3 separate regions of the Hordeum vulgare genome follow, and all the other regions are linked to region 3. The links are chromatin contacts, called in public Hi-C maps. All regions are on one chromosome and are shown on one strand. The core of a region is the stretch at or near the end of the contact, and the rest is flanking DNA. Distances in the headings are between cores, read along the strand shown. Region 1 has its middle 170 kb from the start of LOC123401558. Region 2 holds the start of LOC123401558 (probable serine/threonine-protein kinase DDB_G0276461). Region 3 holds the start of LOC123401849 (serine/threonine-protein kinase Nek6-like).

Region 1 (3,735 bases), core at 218-2,717, 290 kb after region 3:
CGTAGGTGTGTGGTAAACTACTCACACATCACCATGGGAGCAGCAAGGATGGTGTAGAGGCCCTCCATGATCGACCCCGCGACAGGGCACCTGAATAGGGCTCCAGATGGGCACACGGCGGAACAATAGCTTGCGGCGGCGGAAAAAGTATTTCGGGTGGGTCTCTATGGTTTTGGGGATTTTAGATGATGTATAGAGCAAAGAGGGACGATATGAGGTGGCAGGGGGCCCACCACACAACAGGGCGCAACGACCCCCTAGGCGTGCCCTGTTATGTGGTGGCGCCCTCGGGTGGCCTCCGGTATCCTCCAGAACCTTCCACGTCTTCTTTTGGTCCGGAAAAAAATCATATTAAAGTTTTGGGGCAATTGGACTTCGTATGGTACTGTAAACCACAAAAACAAAAAACATGTAGAAAAAAAAGACTGGCATGGGCACTAGGTTAATAGGTTATTGATCAAAAATAATATTAATTGGTAAAAAACACCCAAAAATATCCTAGAATGATAATATAATAGCGTGAAATAATTAAAAAAATATATAGATACGTTGGAGACGTATCAGCATCGTCAATTATTGCTCGTCCTTTAATAGGTAAATGTCAAAAACCGAATTTTTTATGTGACATGTTACTCAACATGTAATGTGTCGCAAGTTTGATCTAAAAAACGATGAATTAATAAGCATCAACATAGTAGTATAAATAAACATAAGCAACATAATCATCAAGTTTCAAAGCATACGATCCTTAAAAAATGTACACCCCTATTCATTTTATCATATTAGCATAGCATGCCTCCGTCCTCATCACATAAATACAAATGTCAAGCACCACAGTGTCAAGTCGGGCAATTGTATCGTACTTTTTCACGCGCTTCAGCTTTTTATTACTTGCATAATATATGAGCGTGAACCATGGTATACCATCCCAATATTCTAAATTTTGGAATGTTATATTACTTAAGTAAAATTGATTGTATGCTTGATTGTTTGGTTGAAAGTGAGTGGAATTTCAAATGTTTTGTAAAATTCAAATGACAGGAATAAAAGGACATTCCCAAAAAATCCATTTGAATCCCTATATCCATTGAAGTTTGAATCTTGTCAAAATTCTCTCATAAACAAATGATATGAGAGAAGGAAAACGGTACTCCAAAATCAGAGGCAATGTTTTGTTTGACATTCAAATTTTAAAACAAAAACTATTTGCAATTTATTGGAAATCAAAATTCCCTTTCATTTTGAAGTTATTGCAAAAAAAATGATTTTTAAGTATTTTATTTTGCTATAAAATGTTCATGTTTTAGAAAATTTTATTCTAAATTTTTTATGTATAATATATTTTGTATTTTGTTTTGCCCTGTTTTTTCTCTTAAAAAACTGCGCCCAGCCAGACAACACTAATCTGACCGGCCCACTGGCCTAGGCCATCCCAGCGCTGCCCCAGCACCCTGCACGCACGAGCGCTGTGCGCACACGCAGCCGGAGCTCCTACCACTCGTTGCGCCACGAAGTTCCTCGCACGCACACGGGGTCGTCATGACTGGACCGGTCTAATTTTTTTATCCCACGAAAATCAGGTAACTATTTTTTCCTTTTTTGTTCTTTTTTCCTTTACTTTAAAAAGTTCCTTTTTGACTCGTTTTTTCTTTCCTTTTCGAATTCGAAGAACAATTTTTGAAATTCCAGAACATTTTCTGAATTTACAAGCAAAGTTTGTGAAACAATTATTTTTTAAATTTGAACATTTCTTAAAAGCAAGGATATTTTTTGAAAATTAAGAACAATTTTTTAACATGAAATTGCTAAAACAATTGAACAAAATTTTGATATTCTCTACAGTTTTTGAAAATATCAAACATTTCCTTAAAATGCTAAACATTTTTTGAAACTCCCGGACATTTTGTGATGTTATGAGTGTTTTATAAAAACGGAAACTATAGAAATTTAGAATATCTTTTTAAACAACAACAAAAAATTCCCGAATTTGAAGAATGATTTTTCTAAATCCCGAATATTTTTCAAAATCCTGAACATCGTTTGAGAATTCAGAACATTCTTTTAGAAAGAAAAAACAATTTTTAAATTTTAATAACAATTTTTGAAAATTCCAAACATTTTTTGAAAATTCAGAACATTTTTTAAAATCTAAAACATTGTTTGAAAATACATTAAAAAAGTAAAAGCATTTTTTTTTTGAATTTGAAGAATATTTTTTGAAAATCCAAAATATTTTTTGAACATTCAAAACGTTTTCCACAGCCGTTTTTTAAAAATAAAAAAACAATTATCAAATTTGAAGAACAGTTTTTGAAAATCCCAAACATTTTTTGAAAATCTAGAACATTTTTTCATATTGCACAACATTTATTGAATCAAAAACAAAAAAACAGAAAAGAATAAAGAAAAAAGAAACTGAAAACCGGTTGAGGGAACCTTCTACAAGTTTTCCAAAACCGGAAAAAATAGACTGGAACCTTTAGAAGGTTCCCAAAACCGGGATCACTACAACCCGCTAATGTGCTCACCCATATGGTATCGATATCTTTTGAAGCGTGTGCGAAAGCTCGAGTGGTTACCGCACAAAGCGACGAATAGCATATTCCCACGAGCCCGCCACAAAGCCAACGCTACACGCCTCCTCCTCTCGCTCGTGACTCTCTCTAGCGAGTCCCTCTCCCTATCGTTATCTCTCACAGGCTAGGGCCCCATTTGGTCATCTTCTTCCTCACGCGAACATGAACTCATGTTCGTGCACGCAACCGTACGAGTCCGTTTTAATCTCGTGCAAATCCTATCCTCAGTGAACCCGTGTCCCAAGTTTTATGTTCTATGAATAGCCTAGACCCTCCTTGACCGATTCCCCTCGAAACACCTCCCCAAAACCACTCTTATCGTCCACGAGTTCGCGTTGGGTCTCGTCGTGGCCGAGACGGTTCACCGTAAATCCCGATGCCGGTGAGCAACTACGACCTACCAAATCTTGTCTCTCTGACTACTCTCGTCTAGGCACACTTCTTTGACACCGTCTCGATCTCCATGAAGCATCGGAGACTTGCCCTAGACCTCGCCCGACATTGTCGGAGCACGAAGTTCATCTTGATGCTCTGCTCACCTCGATCAACGTCGACGACGTTCTTCACCAAAAATCAGACCCCCTCGTCGAGACGCATCCACCGAACAGCATCGCCGTCCCCTCCGACGACCGAAGCCACCACCACGACGAAGTGCACTTTCGTGCACTTTTGTGTTGCATGCGTTTTCTAAGCGCCCCCTCTTCCTCATTCGTTTTTTTAACGGTAGATCAAATGGTTTTTATTTAAGAAGCGGTCGTCCACTGGTTAGGCCCTCCAACAAACGCTCTCTAGTGAGTAGTATTGCGCCATGTGGCATCTGGCCACAGTTTAACGTTTTTAGAAACAAATCCATTTTCACATTTAGATCCAAATTTATTTTTGTTATACCTTTACTTCTACAACTTTGATTTTGATGATTCTTTTTGCTACAGATTCAAAAAAACCATATATCTCATGAACCCAATAAAAGAATTAAACATTTAAATTTTGAATTCAAACAGATTTGTTATAAACGCTATTTTGGGTATAACTTTTAATTAAAAAGTAGCGGTTGAGTAATTCTTTGTATACTCCTTTCTATATGTTATACTTATCCACTATATGAATAAAAAAATTAATTATATAAATTTACTCTAAAACAGATCCAACTTTGAGCTTG
Region 2 (3,675 bases), core at 822-3,321, 460 kb after region 3:
CTTCTGGCTTGTCAAAGCATTTATGATTTGTTGACGTGCTTCCAAAGTCACATAGTTTCCATGCACCATCTAATCCAAGAAGAACATTTTCGGCTTTAAGATCCCTAAAGGAAGGAGGCAAATTGTAAAATCATGGTGAGTATAAAATAATAAATGTAACAAATTGTTTGCAAAACTTCAATGCAAGTTCTACACTCATACCAAATCTGAAACATTCATGCAGGTAAGAGCTGCTTGCAATATTTGCCCACATGCAGATAGCTAAGCTACAAGGTATAGCGATTCGGTACTACAGGCGAGAATACAAAGTAGTATAGGCAAACAAATAGCAGTGGGCAGTTTACTAATGTACCATCACTGCAGTAGTTGCTAAGTAAACTTAAGTCTACTAATTAAATAGTGAAAGAGAACAACATAACTGTGCAGAAATCTGACTTGTGATATTTGATAACAACGCTTACCACTGATCGTTCTTATAGAATGGGAATAAAACATGATTCAATATCTGTAAATGACTCATTCCATGTACCTATGTGCAATTGCTGGTGACTGCCCATGCATGGCAAAAACCGCGTTGCAAACGTCTCTGAATATCAAAAGCGCTTTCTTCTCCTCATAGTAACCAGTACCTCTGCTCTCCATCGCACTCACCAAGGACTTCTCGCAAAACTCCATCACAAGCAATGCCTCCTTTGTGCGGCCCATGTCAAAAACATCATGGGCAACCAGTGTGACGACATTGGCATGCCCTTTGAGGAGATTCATCACCTGGATCTCCTTCATGACAAGATCAAGCGATTCCGAGTCATTGCAAATGATATGCTTCAATGCATACTGCTTTGACGAGTGCAATGAGTCACAGGCGAGATACACACAAGAGAAACCTCCTTGTGCAATGGCATTGCGTACTGTGATCTTCACATTCCTTACATCAATGGTGCGGCCTTCCAATCCAGTCTGTACTTTCCCCCCAAAGGGATTGAACCTCCGCATTCTCAGAATAACCAGGAGGAAATAAATGAAAACTCAGGGTTTAATACTTCTCCTAGTGATTCTGCATAGATAAAAGAGGTAAAGAATGAAAATTCGGACGTGCACAACAAATACAAAGACAAATATTTACTTGAAGAGAATAGAACATGATATTGTCTAACAGTCTAAGAAGCCCACGAGTGAAATGCCAAATACTCTAGCTTCAACAGTAAGATTTCTTCTGCACTGGCATCTGCATTGAGTGGTGAAAATCCTAGAATTATCACTTATAGGGTGATGTTTGGTATTCTATTTTTCTCCATGAAGCAATGTTCAACCACAAAAGCATAACCATCAGAATCAAGTGAAAACAAGGTGCATGATCCAACTTCAATCCTGCGTGTTTCCTATCCCTGGGTTCATGAGAGGCCCTAAGAATTTCAGAGTTCTCACCCGGTTAGAAGTTAATCACTCGCACCCAATCTTAACTGCAAAGGTCTTAAAATAACCACTTGTCTTGGCATGATCTAACTAAAATATGAACGAGGACAGAGAAATAAGGCCGGATCTACATGATGTGCCGAACTTATGGATGTTAGTGCGGGTTGAAGTGATCACTGGATGACCAGCAGTAGAAGTTCATACCTACCTCAAAAGCCAATGCCCAAGATCGCGATGAGGTGGAACGGGAGCGACAGTGGCGGCGACTGCTGCAGGGGTTTGGGGTGCGAGGCGACGGCGGAGGCGCTAAGCTACGGCACGACGGCAGCAGTAGGACAGCAGCGGAGATTTCATAGCCGCATTGGGTCGGATCAGAGCTTGGGTGGAAGACGGGTCATGAGAGGGAGGGAGGGGAAAGGTACGGGATGGTGGAGAGGAGAAGTTGGTCAGATTCCAAGGAGGAAGGGGGCGCACCTCTTAGATCGGAGGTGGCCTCCGAGAGGCTCGCCGTCGCCGTCAGGAGGTTGAGACCACAATCCCGTGTGGGGAGGAAGGTATCTCCGGCTCCGCCTCCGCGTCTGGGATGCCTGGCGGAGAGAGAGACGAAGAGAGGGAGAAAAGCCGCGACGTGGAGTGGCGGTGGTGGAGCAGAGGTGGCCTGTGCGCTTTGCCCCGTGCGAGCGTGGTTACAAAATATACTTTGGATAGAGTAGTAGTGCTTATTTGGAAATTTTGTTCTTTTCCTCCGTTTTTTAATGATGAAATGCCTAGCTTTCTCAAAAATCTACCAGATATATTAATCAAACCACTGGTACAGAAACCCCTAAAAATGGAAAATTATTCAAACCCTAGACCTATTGTCTTCTTTCTCCTCAACAGGCAGTCGGTCTTTATTGTTCGCAGGAAGTCATCAAATGTCTCGGTCCTACTTAAACAATGTCATACATAAGAAATAGTCGAAGCATCTCTACTATTAAAAGCACGAGAGGGCAGATCCAACTTGTAATATTAATCGTTGGATTAGCAATTTAATGGTTGTTAAGCAGACTAACGAAACTTTAACGAAAAGAGCACTAACTAAACGCTAACCCCTCCCACCCCCCGCTTCGGATTATCCCGTACGTCGCCATCCCGCAAACCGCTCTCGCACCCACCTCCTCTTCACGCCGCGAGCCGCTCGACGCTCAGCACTGCCGTCCCTTCAACACCGCCCGGCCCGGCCGCGCCCGTTGCCCACGCCCGTCGCCAGCCCCTTCGCCCCTGATGCTGGCCGCTCCTTCACGCTGCCCCTTCACCCCCGTCGTCGGCCGCCCCTTCACGCCTCTAGCCCCTCCGCCCCCGACGCCAGCAGGTGGGGAAGGAGCGGGACGGTCTTCCTCCATCCAGGCCAGCCTCGCGAGAGATTCCGGCAGGGCTGTGATCAATCTGAGGGGAGGCTGGCAAGTGACCCGGCGCTGGAGGGGATCGACCTGAGGCGACGCGCGCGAGGATGCAGTGCACGACAGGATCTTGCCCATAGCATATGTGCGACGTCTCCTCTTCCCCGACGGTCACGGTTCGCCTCCGCCTCCGACCTCGCCGCCTCCCCTCCTCCCGCTCGCCTAACCTCCCCCAACAACAACAAGGGCAGCCGGTGACCCCGTCCCGAGCTTGCCGAGGGCGCCGTCCTCCAGCCCAAGATTTCTGCTACTAATCCTCCTCATCTTTGTCCACGGATGCTCCAAGCAGTAAGGTAGTCTCATCTCTCACATCCTCTCCTCTGTAATCTGCATTCCTGACCGAGTGATTGGTTTATGTATGTATCTATGTTGATGCGTATGTTTGATTCGTGATTTGTGTTGCTATTCTGTCCCCTCTCTGTGTAAGTTAGGGATTGCATATTTAGACATTAGTAATCAGAAATTTTTGACCTTATTTGTAGTACATGAAGGCTCCAAGATAATGCCTCTCTTGGTAAATAGATCCAAAATTTGGTTCAAAATAAGATGGTTTCTAATTCGAACAAATACAGATCTTTTCCGCATGCAGTAATGCTACTCTCAATGTTTTTGCATAAAAATCTTACGATTTTGTATTGAAATCTTTGTAGCTGTTCTTCCAGTTAAGTTGAGCTTAAAATGTTTGTCGTATTACTAGGGAAGCATTTGCCTTGCATGTCGTGATACCTTATAAGCACTCTGTTAATCATTTTTTTGTGATCAAGTTTACTATTATTTCTATCGCTCTCCAGTTTATTTGACTACACTCCTTTATATTAAGTTG
Region 3 (3,995 bases), core at 29-2,528:
TTAGGAGATGCTGATGCCGTGGTAGAAATGATGAATCCATGGGGGGGCGGCAGTTCTACTTTACCTTGAGGTCACGGTGGAGCACACGGTTGCAGTGCAGGTAGTCAAGGGCCAAGAGCAATTGTGTGAACCACCGGCACACCCTCTTCACATCACACAACACAAGGAGCAAACATACAGTGAGTTTCTGAAGCCTGAACATGTAGGAGTAGCATTATTATTCATCAGATTACAGTAAGTAGTAGTGTTGGTACCTCTTCCGAGAAGAGGACGCCTCTTGCCTTCTTGATCCTCTGCGCCCTGTGAATTGGACGTGAGCGAAGCAGCGGGTAAGGTGACCGTAAAAACAAACGGAGGAGGCAAAGTGCAATGAGATCTTCTTACATGTCACCACCTTCGCAGTAACTTGTGACGATGCACACGGAGGTCCCCTGCAAGAAATTCAGTCCGAGACGAAGGCCCAACCCAATCAAAATCCTGCTCTGCTTTAGAATAGAAGAAGAAAAATGCGCAGTGCAGTGCAGTACCTCGTCGACCCATCCGTCCTTGTACTCGACGATGTAGGGGTTGCTGAGGCTGGCCATGAGGGACATCTGCAGGCCGACGGAGTGCTGAGGTGAGGGGTGGAATTTGCGAGGGCTTATCAAGGTTTGAGGTGATTGATTGTTACCTCCTGGTAGGCTGTCCGCTGGAACTTGTCGTTCTGCTTGGTCAGCCGAATCTTCTTCATCACGTACCTGCACCCAGAAAGATTAGATTGATTGGTTCAAGGGAAACGGCGGAGAAGAGAAATCTGAAGCGAGGCCGGCTGCAGTGACCTCTTCCTCTCGGCCTTGTGGTGGACGAGGTAGGCGGTGCCGTAGGCGCCCCGGCCGATCTGCTCCACGACCTCGTACTGCTCCATGGGATTCCTTGCCTTACCTAGCTCTTGCTCTTTTGCTCTTGCTCTTGCGTGCTCGTCTTGTGGCGCACTGTTGCTGGCGGTGGCGGCTGGGCGCGTATAAATGATTCGATGGTGCTCAGGTGAGGACACGGGCAGGGCACGGCGCTGGTGATGATGGTCGCGGAGAGGAGAGCGTGCATGCACTGCAGCTGCACGCGTGTGGAAGTGGCTCAATAATGGGCGGCGCGCTCGCTCTGTGTGTGTCGGGTCGGGTGTGGTCGAGGTCGACGAGGAGGAAGACGGAGATCAAGGAAGGAAGGAAGGAGTGATTTTTGGCGGTGGTTAGGGCGTGCTTTATGTGGAACTCAACCTAATTAATCCCTCGTCGGTTCATCATTCCACTCTCTAGCGGTCGCATAGAGTAGTGGAAGAAACGTTGCGCCTGCGGGTGGTGGAGTGGGCCCCGACTGACTCACGGTGGATGGAGTAGTATTCTCCTTTTCTCTCGCTTTTTTCTTGAAAGAATAATGTACTCGTAATATTTATTTATATTAATAACATCAGCAAATGTGGCATCTCTCTCAAGTCTGAAGAAGTCCATCCAGAGAGAAACGTGTGCGTGTGTGTTGGGGTCGGCTGCCGCTGCTCCTGCTTGCCTTTTCCCTGTGAAAACAGCACCGACTAGCATACCCTTTGCCCTTCGGTCTGTCTGCCTGGCTGGCTGGCTGGCATGCAGAAGAATCAACAAAGGTTCACTGTCCATGGCATGTGACAAACTGTAAATGCCGTCAGCACTAGATAATACCACTACTCCACCCACCCCACTGGTACGAGTATAGTGGTGTGTGTTTAATATAGATAGCCAGTGTCAGTAAATGGCGAGCAGTTTCACCTTGTGGCCATCCAGGCAGCAGCAGTATCGCGCATGTGCCTTTCCTTGGGAGGCGTGCAGGGATCGGCGCCAGTATGCAAGTCAATGTCCAGATTTTAGGACACTGCCGTCCGCACGCAGCACTGCCCTCTCAGGTCCGGTGAAAATGCTTACTGCGGCACAACCGGACAACTCAAACTCATCTCAACGTCCAAACGGACCACCACGAATCCATTCACACGAGCGTCTTGAACGGAATTCAAATGTCCACACGGACCGGCACTCCATATCTCCCCTAATAATAAAGCACCGATCGCTTCTGTCGTCTGCCGCGGCATTTTTGCAAAAAGGCCCTTCCGTTTTCAGTTAATAAACCCGCAGTCCTTTCTTAAGTGAAGAAAACGTTTCACTTTTATTATTAAGACCCTATGTTTTCTGAGGCGAGGAGGCATGGCGGCAGCACACGGCACGCTCGCCAGATCCAATCGGCGGCTGCGCGGGACGCTGCTGGCAACGGGCGGCGCGACGGCTGGGCGTGGGGGCTTCGGCTCGGCGTTTCTGGCCGGGGGAACGGGCGGTGCGCCGAGGTGGTCGCCTGGGGCGCCGCCGCGGGACGCAGCTGGCGACGGGCGGCGCGACGGCTGGGCGCGGGGGCTTCGGCTCGGCGTTTCTGGTCAGGGGAACGGGCGGCGCGGCGAGGTGGTCGCCTGGGCACGGCGTGCGGCGGGGCGGCGACGGCGGCGCGAGAGCTTGAATGACGGGGCGACGCTTGGGAGGAGGGATTAGGCGGAGCATCTGGCGGTGGAGGAGATCCTCACCGACGGGGGTCACCGGCGTCGAGGTGCGTCTCTCCCGGCCATGACTGCGACCACCCCTCTCCTTCACCATCCTGCGACCATGCTCGTGGCTGCGTGAAGTGTCGACCTTGTCACTGCCGCCGGCCGCCTCCTCGCCGCTGCGGCGAAGGCCTCGCGTCTAAAGTCACCCGTCGATGCGGCCCAGTGGCTACGCCGTAATTACGTGACCTCCTAGCCGCCGCTACGCAGCTCCTAAATGGTCTCCTCTCTGCCTTCTCCGAGCAGGTTCATGATTTGGTCTTCTTCTTCTTCTTCTTTGAGAATAACTTGGTGACTAGATCATCCAACGAATCATATTGCAGCAATGCCCAGTCGGTAAATATGTATATTTGTGTTTAGGGGCCGCTAAGGGAGGTGGTGTTGGATATGAAGTGGGAGGTGGAGGTGAAGGATTGCCTGCAGGTGGGAGCGAAAGATTTGGAGGGCTTGCTTATCATTGCCAAAGATCTCATGTTTGGTGCTTCAAGGGCTTCTTCAGGCCACAGTGAACTCTAAGGTTTGATGACACCTTGTGTTTCACTTATCTTTCCTTTGAACTATCATATTCCTGCTTATTTGCTTTCAATTTAGAATTTTGGATCTTATACCTGTTATACATCCTACCATGGAATCAATCAACATCCTGTTACTGATAAGCATTTGAGAGAGTGGATGTGCGAACAATGTAAGATGCATAGTCCATACATGACCTCTTGGCTGTTGGAAGTAAGTAATTGCAGAGTATTTTGGAGCATGTTCTGCTTGCTCTTAAAGAAATTTTGTAGTTGAAAATAGGTCTTTGGAAGATCCAGCAGATTACTGGCTATAAATTATAAGCAGATAACCCTTCTTGCAGTAGCTCAACATATGTGATCTGTCTCGTACAAGAATCACTAACCATACTACCATATCCAAGCAGGTGAGTCCTGACCAAGAAAGTGCATCCAGTTCATTCTTTCCTCCATCGATGGAGAATGCTTCAGATCAAACAGTTCACCTACACAATTAAAACTGCTCCGGTTTGTCTACTCTGCATACAGCGCATCATGTTAAGCTATCTTATCTCTTTGGAAAAAGGTTAAGCTGCCTTATCATGTCCAATTCAGCTGGCGACGGGCTGCATCTGCGATCAATCAGAAGCAAAAGTGAGTTGAGGCAGTCGGTCAGAGAAAGGAGAGGCCGGATGTGGCAATCAAATGGCAATTCATGGGGTTTCCTTCTGCATCTGTTTTTGGGTGAGGATGGGCGTGTACCTCGACTTGCCGTTGCAACGATTGCACGTAGTTTATGATCTCGTCCAGCATCACGGCCTTGCCAACCACCTGAAACATGCAACATTTTCCCGGGTTTCATCTCTGGCTGAACCTAGCAACAATTGCGAAATGATGGGTGCAGAATTGCGGGA

What was found. Hi-C and Micro-C count contacts between places; a contact is called where the count stands out from the background.
Region 1: a Hi-C map of seedling shows a contact between it and region 3, with 3 times the contacts expected there. The contact joins the enhancer-like site here to the promoter of LOC123401849 in region 3. A contact is called at or near these places in 3 of 6 Hi-C or Micro-C datasets (leaf and seedling) and 1 of 1 datasets of contacts at active chromatin or transcription factors (embryo).
Region 2: a Hi-C map of seedling shows a contact between it and region 3, with 5 times the contacts expected there. The contact joins the promoter of LOC123401558 here to the promoter of LOC123401849 in region 3. A contact is called at or near these places in 2 of 6 Hi-C or Micro-C datasets (leaf and seedling) and 1 of 1 datasets of contacts at active chromatin or transcription factors (embryo).

Annotation. Positions count from the first base shown.
Region 1 is chr6H:320,158,529-320,162,263 of MorexV3_pseudomolecules_assembly, forward strand. No RefSeq gene overlaps it. Among protein-coding and RNA genes, the nearest start is that of LOC123401558, 170 kb to the right of the region's middle. Within about 2 kb of position 1,468, at least 1 of the 3 cell types and tissues checked has open chromatin away from gene starts, as enhancers often do. A contact at or near this core is called in seedling, where this site is marked.
Region 2 is chr6H:320,331,416-320,335,090 of MorexV3_pseudomolecules_assembly, forward strand. It overlaps LOC123401558 (probable serine/threonine-protein kinase DDB_G0276461), which reads right to left and starts at 2,072. Exons shown (of 8, transcript XM_045095384.1): 1 at 1,888-2,072; 2 at 530-1,054; 3 at 1-104. The coding sequence starts at 993.
Region 3 is chr6H:319,873,145-319,877,139 of MorexV3_pseudomolecules_assembly, forward strand. LOC123401849 (serine/threonine-protein kinase Nek6-like) reads right to left here and starts at 1,279. Exons shown (of 13, transcript XM_045095707.1): 1 at 819-1,279; 2 at 671-737; 3 at 528-593; 4 at 385-431; 5 at 255-300; 6 at 65-145. The coding sequence starts at 904.